Regions from separate parts of the Xenopus laevis genome. Here region 1 is linked to region 2. A link is a contact called in public Hi-C data. All regions are on one chromosome and are shown on one strand. The core of a region is the stretch at or near the end of the contact, and the rest is flanking DNA. Distances in the headings are between cores, read along the strand shown.

The links. Hi-C and Micro-C count contacts between places; a contact is called where the count stands out from the background.
Region 1: a Hi-C map of the XTC cell line shows a contact between it and region 2, with 2.8 times the contacts expected there. The contact joins two enhancer-like sites. A contact is called at or near these places in 2 of 4 Hi-C or Micro-C datasets (the XL177 cell line and the XTC cell line).

Annotation. Positions count from the first base shown.
Region 1 is chr4S:77,402,653-77,405,867 of Xenopus_laevis_v10.1, reverse strand. No RefSeq gene overlaps it. Among protein-coding and RNA genes, the nearest start is that of LOC121393315, 6.7 kb to the left of the region's middle. Within about 2 kb of position 1,782, at least 5 of the 7 cell types and tissues checked have an H3K27ac peak or open chromatin away from gene starts, as enhancers often do.
Region 2 is chr4S:77,353,944-77,357,110 of Xenopus_laevis_v10.1, reverse strand. All of the region lies in intron 4 of ssbp3.S (single-stranded DNA-binding protein 3), which reads left to right. Among protein-coding and RNA genes, the nearest start is that of ssbp3.S, 18 kb to the left of the region's middle. Within about 2 kb of position 1,885, at least 1 of the 7 cell types and tissues checked has an H3K27ac peak or open chromatin away from gene starts, as enhancers often do.

The DNA.
Region 1 (3,215 bases), core at 533-3,032, 49 kb before region 2:
AATATCAAAATGAAAAGTAGTCCAGAACTGTGACATATGAAATAATAAATTGGTGATTTAGTCTTGTATTAGTCTATGTTCTGGTTGCAGGGTCTCTCAAGGGTTCTGCTGAGTCATTATGCCTTCATTTTATTTTCTTTTGATAAATTTCTGTTAATACTATGCCAGTATTTAGACATACTTATAAACAAAAAGGAATATACCCCAAATAACCAAACCTCCACCAGACAAAATAACAGGGATGGCATGCCTTGTGTTAGCTTTCAGCCATTACGTGCTGAATGCCCTGATTTGTATGGTTTGTCTCCCTGAAGGTTTAGCTCGCGTCTGGCATTTGTCCCAGATTTGGACTTATAGATTTTAACCTTATAAGCTAGCAGACAAGTCTTATGAAACTAGAAACTACTAGTTATTAACACATTCTTGCCCTTAATACTCCCACAGCAATGTAACATAAAACTGCCCTTATATTGAGATTAATATTGTTTATCTGTGCAACAATCTACAGGTTTCTGCACATGATATTAGCCACACCTTAACCTAGTTCTCTAAAATGACATTTTGAAAAGAGTAATGAGCAGGACCATCAACTCTAAAATAAAACAGCCTGGTCATTTCCCCTTTCAGCTATGGTTGTCACTTTTCTCAGGGGGTTTAGTACAAATAATGAATAGGCACAATAGGAATAAGAGGCACAATTAAGTCAGACTAGTTGTAGTTTTTTTATCCATTAGATACCTGGTTATGTGTATGTAGGGACCACATCGAAGGGCAATGAAACACTAAAAGATACATGGGCCCACAGGAAAGTAATTGTAACCCCCCCCCCCAAAGAAGTGGGTGAAATTTGTGAATGGGATGTTTACAAATAGATATAACTGTCAGTTGGTCTATACTTGGGGAGGCTAAAGGTGGCCATAGATGTGCAGATTAACCTGCAATATCGGACGAACGATTGGTCCCCATCTCCTGACCTGCCACTAACCTTCAGTTTAAATAAAGTAGTAAAAGAACAGATCAGCCAATGTTCTGCCCCTGACAGCAATCGTATGAAAGTTTATGTCCGACAAAGCTGGTCTCCCACTGAAAATCGACAGATCAGCAATCTATGCAGATATATTATCGGCAGCCAACAAAAATCTTCTAACCTGTCCGATCATGTCAGGACACTCCACACACGGTCCGAAAATCGAACCAATCGAGGATTCATACGATTGGAACTTTGCGTCAATGGCCAGCTTAAGCCTCCCTAAAATGTCATTACTCTTCACACATGGACCCCCCTGAACTTCAGAAATTAGACCTTTTATCATGAATCTGTCGGTGACCACACTCCCACCCACCAGTCATTTGATCTGCCGTGTCTATAGTAACTCCCCTGCTGTTTGACATCATCAGTGAGCAAGAAAAAAATCAGCAGAGGAGCAATATTTCATTGTTCAATAAATCTAAGTGATCAAACCTGACAGATCTTCCAAACAACTGATTAGCTTGTAATAAGCTAAATCTTTGTAAGGGCGCTTTAAACACTACAAAACACTCAGGCCTGTTTTAACTCTGCGCTTTTTTTGCTTGGTGTGGCAACAAAAGTGTTACTTGACCTCTCTCAGCCTTGTGAGTCTACATGTTCACAGCAAATACGAAGGATAAATACTTTAAAAGATGGCTCAAGCCCAGTTTAACTTTTGTCTCCGCTTCTGTAGGTAAAGACTCTACACACTCATAATGAGATCAATTAACACTTTCCTTGCCATGCTCAGGGACACTCTGAAAATAGCAGCAAATGCAAATAGAACCACCCATAGGCAGTCTTCACTTGCTCCTGCTTTCTGTCACCGGTTTGGTTTCAGTACCCAAGAATTCAAAGTAGTGTTTAGAGAACTGGGGATTAACTGGCTAAAACCAAACTGGCCTATTGAAACCTAGGCAAGCTGCTGCTCTAGGCATTCACTTCAGCTGATTCTACTTTCTCTGACACAAAAAATGAGAGTGAATATTTCCCTTGGCAAAACATATTTTAAAAAAAAGATACTTTTTGCGTGTTTTATGTGGAATTTTTTTTATCTTAAATTAATTAATTAAATTAAGCTGTGCAATTTAAAATTACTTATTTCTGTATGGCCTAAACTTGAGACATTTAAATCTGGAAAGCTTGTTTTATTAACATAAACAATAAACAGCAGCACCCTTAACTACGTCTAATAGGTGCAAGTCTCTACTACTCATGGGTTTTACTTTGTGAGCGCAAAACCCAATGTTACACCGAGGTGACTGCTCGCTAACCCAAGAATAACACGTTCTGGCCACACAATAGAGGAGGTTCACAGCAGGAAGTGTTGTTAGGGCTACACGTGGAGTATACACTGGAGGTGAGGGGGAGTAGGCGGGAGAGACATACAAGTCATATAATGTTACAAGCAGCAGGAGGGGTAGAGTCCTCCCCTCCTGGGAGCCTGATCTATGTCTCCTTCCTGATAATGGGGGAGCTCAAAGCGTCACTCAGACCCCTCCACCAATAGGCACGAAGCTCCAGCAGTTTCAAGCTCCCCTTTGTAGGCTGGAGCTGAGGAGTCGCTGAAACCTGCTGGAAGTGGATGATAAAGTAGCAGCTGGCGTCACAGTGAAAGTCAGTGAGCTTCTGGTCACCTATGTTCCTTGGGTGCTGCTGGGTGACTGTACAATACAAAGCAGTAGTAGTGGGTAGTTTACAGTCTTACAGCGCCTTTATATCTATAGAGAATAAAGAGCTGTAGAAAAGTAGAAGTTTTGTTTATGTCAGCTGGCCACAGTAAAGCATGTAATTAATAAATAGAAAAAAAAATTGAGCTATATATTGTGAACAGATTCACTAGCAGTAAATTTGTACATAAGTGAAGCTACTGTGCTATGGCAGCATCTATTTTTTAAAGGGTAAGTATACCCCTTTTAGGGTGGTGGCACACGTGGCTACTCAGGGAGATTAGTCGCCCAGCAACAAATCGTCTCGGGGGACCCTAAATGCCTTTTCCGCCGGATCGCTTCGACTTTCCGAAGTTGCCTCTTGAGGCAACTTCGGGTGACAGAAAAACCAAGCGATCCGAGTGCCGTCCCGCCGGCGATTCACATTCTAGCCGGCGGAGAGATTAGGTGCCTGAAGAAGAGGCAATTTGTCGCTGGGCGACTAATCTCCCCGAGTAGCCACGTGCCACCACCCTTATGAGCAGCAAGCCTATGGG
Region 2 (3,167 bases), core at 636-3,135:
GCTCAGTTGGCTCTGACCAGCTGTTGAGAAGCTAAGCTTAGGGGTCGTTGCAAATTATCAAGCAGAAAATTAGGTTTGTCTGTTATATTGCTGATGCTACAGTGCTGATTATTAAATTCTGATGCTAGGTGCACTGATTTCTGTGCTGCCATGTAGTAATTGTATGTATTAAATACTAATCATCCTTATATTGTGACATTTATATTCTTTGAACTCTATATTGTGAGTCAGTCCCTAAGCTCAGTTAATGACAGCAGCACAGAGCATGTGCTTTGAATCAGCAGAAAAGAAGATTGGGAACTACTGGGGCATCTTTGGAGGAACAGATCTTTACTGCTAAAGAGCTGTGGTTACTTTAGGCTTGTACAGAAGCTCAAAACATAATGTACAACATTTGTAGCCTACTTCTTTAGATAGGCTTTAATTCTCCTTTAAAATTATTTTATGTTTATCTTATCCCTTTACTAATTTGAGGTATTAGCAGTTTTAGACTGCTAATATCACAATTTTCGACCTGCAGCTTTCTTTCTATGTCTGTGATCCTAACTACGTATTAACTTTCTGTGCCCTTGTACAGTCTGTTAACCCTATACTTACCAAGATTACTCTTAGCATTTTCCAAACCCAGACTCATCAGACCATTTGTTGGTCAAATCATGACTCCAGAGAACCGATTTTCATTGTTCCAGTGCCAATGACCGCAATCTTTACCACTGAAACATCTTGCCTAGTTTATGGAAATGTTAGGCTTGTGTATGGCTGTTTACTCCTGTGAACATGCCCATACTGCCCAGAATAGTGATTGTCGTAAGGCTACATTCACGTGCGAGCAGTTTTTCAGCCTGCGTTTAAACATAGGCCTAGAATCAGCCGATCCTCTGGCCTATGATGACTCCTGTGTCTGCCTGGGTACAGACACAGAAGATTTTGGCATGGAAACACAGGAATATGCATTTTCACACTAAACTCTGCTCCATTTGTCTTCACCCAGCCTAATGCAGTGCCTTTTGTTGCAGACACAGGAGCTAAAATAGGCCAGTGGATCAACTGATTCTCGGCCTGTGTTTATCCACAGGAGAAATTGTAAATGGTACAGACCACTTATTTATAAAAAAAAAAATTAAGATTATTTCCTCTCTACGAACTATTGCTTTACAATGTTGAGATTAATACGATGGCTCAGATCAGCCCACCGACTATATCTTGTATACAACTTCAGGGAGCTTTTTGCTGCAGCTGAATTGTCACATATGAATGATCATGCATAGCTTTGGAATCTTAGAGGGCCAGGTATAGTGAGGACGGGCCCAAGTAGAATTGTAAGATTTCTCTTGTGAAATTCTTGCAGAGTTCAGTGCCCAGCCATCCCTGACTGATGGCTCTCAGGGCATAGAGACTGTTGAATGGAACAGATGCCTCTCACTCTGGACTCTCCCTGCAGGCCATCACAATAGAGGATGTCATAACAAAGGCAGATGGGAAGGGCTGTTAACCGATTCATGTCGTCACTTCACACCTGCCTTGTTTGTTTGCCTTTAGTAAACATCACTTGATGTATGTAGAATAGGTCAATGTTCTATTTAGGGTTGCTATGAAAAATACCCACATATTATACATGAAGGGGCACTGATTATAATTTTTGTTTGTTTGCATCCTCGCCAACCTTCTGCAACCAATGTGTGTCCCGACCAATACAGCAGTTTCAGGTGCAGGCAAAGAAGAAAGATCATGCTAGCTTTGGTGCTGATTCCGCCCTGTGCATTTCCGCAGGCCCCCGTTTGGAATTAGCCTTAGCCTTGTCTATGCAGTCATTGTTACAATGGCTAGCTGGCCACAGACACATGCCCTTTAATTGACTGTGCTGGTTTTATTTTTCCCAAGGATCCATTGCACAATCCTGGGGCAGCGCATTCACTGTATAGTAAATGTTACAGCTTTACAAACATGCATGCACTATCCCCAGCGCACAAGGGTTTTCTGGGGAAAATGAAACAAGATGGTTGTGATCAGGTGGAATTGCTTTGTTACACCCGGTTTATGTCCTCATGTCACCCATATCTGACTGCTTCAAAAAAATCCTTCTGTTAGGTTTACACTTGTGACTGGCATTGTGCCATTTGAGCAGCCCATGAAATAACTTTAAAAGGGGACATCGTAGATCCTTCCTTTTTCTGGAGAGGGAAGCTTATTTTTTTCTTTTCCCAATCGAGAAATATTCAGTATAATTTGCTATGGCTCCATGCTCTCTTTTCTATATCATTAATTGTTATATCACAAACGTACATTTCTGAAATCATAGATTTGAGGCATTCAACATTGCTGCTCAAGGTTTGTCCAAGTAACTGTTTTGGCTATTTTTCATTTGAGGTTACTTTTATCCATTATATGCACATTGTAATGGATAAATTAACTGAAAATATACACAATGCACATCACCCCATGCAGGTTGGAAAATATAAAGTGTTTAAAGTCCTGTTCACAAGGAGTTTAAATTTGTCATATAAACAAAGCAGATTGAAATTAAATGTAAATCTACTACTGTCACAGCAGTAGAAGAGGAAAAAATGTGAAAGACATTTGCAAATTGTGTCAGAATATGACAAATTCTGAAAAAGTTAATTCAGGACACTGGGCTAAGATGTACGAAATCAAAAGAAACCGATTCTTGATGGAAACAGTATTTAGCACCATGAAATGTGACTGATTTAGCAGACTAATCCAATCCCTTACACAAGGGAGCTTGGTCGCTTTTTAGAAAAGCCATACATTACCCAGTAGTAATGTCATGGTGCCCAAGCTTCACTGGCTCTCACATCTGCAGAAACAAATTAATTTGCAATCTCATTTTTACCCTAAAAGACAATTTTCAAATTAAAGATGCAGAATGGAATGGAGAGCCAACTAAATGGGAAGCTATACTGGAGAGCAAAGACATCCTTGATAAAGCAATTTCCACTATATATAAATTATCAACTATCTCTTTAGAGGAAGATACAGCGCTCAGGGAGTGGGAAAAGGATTTAAACATCAACATTTCCCCTTCAATGTGGAATAAGATTCAGGCCTCAGTTCATAAATCATCTAGAGTGGCAAGAGTGAGGGAAATGAATTATAAATTCGTAACAAGATGACATCTTACCCCAGTTAAGATGAAAAGGATGTTTCCA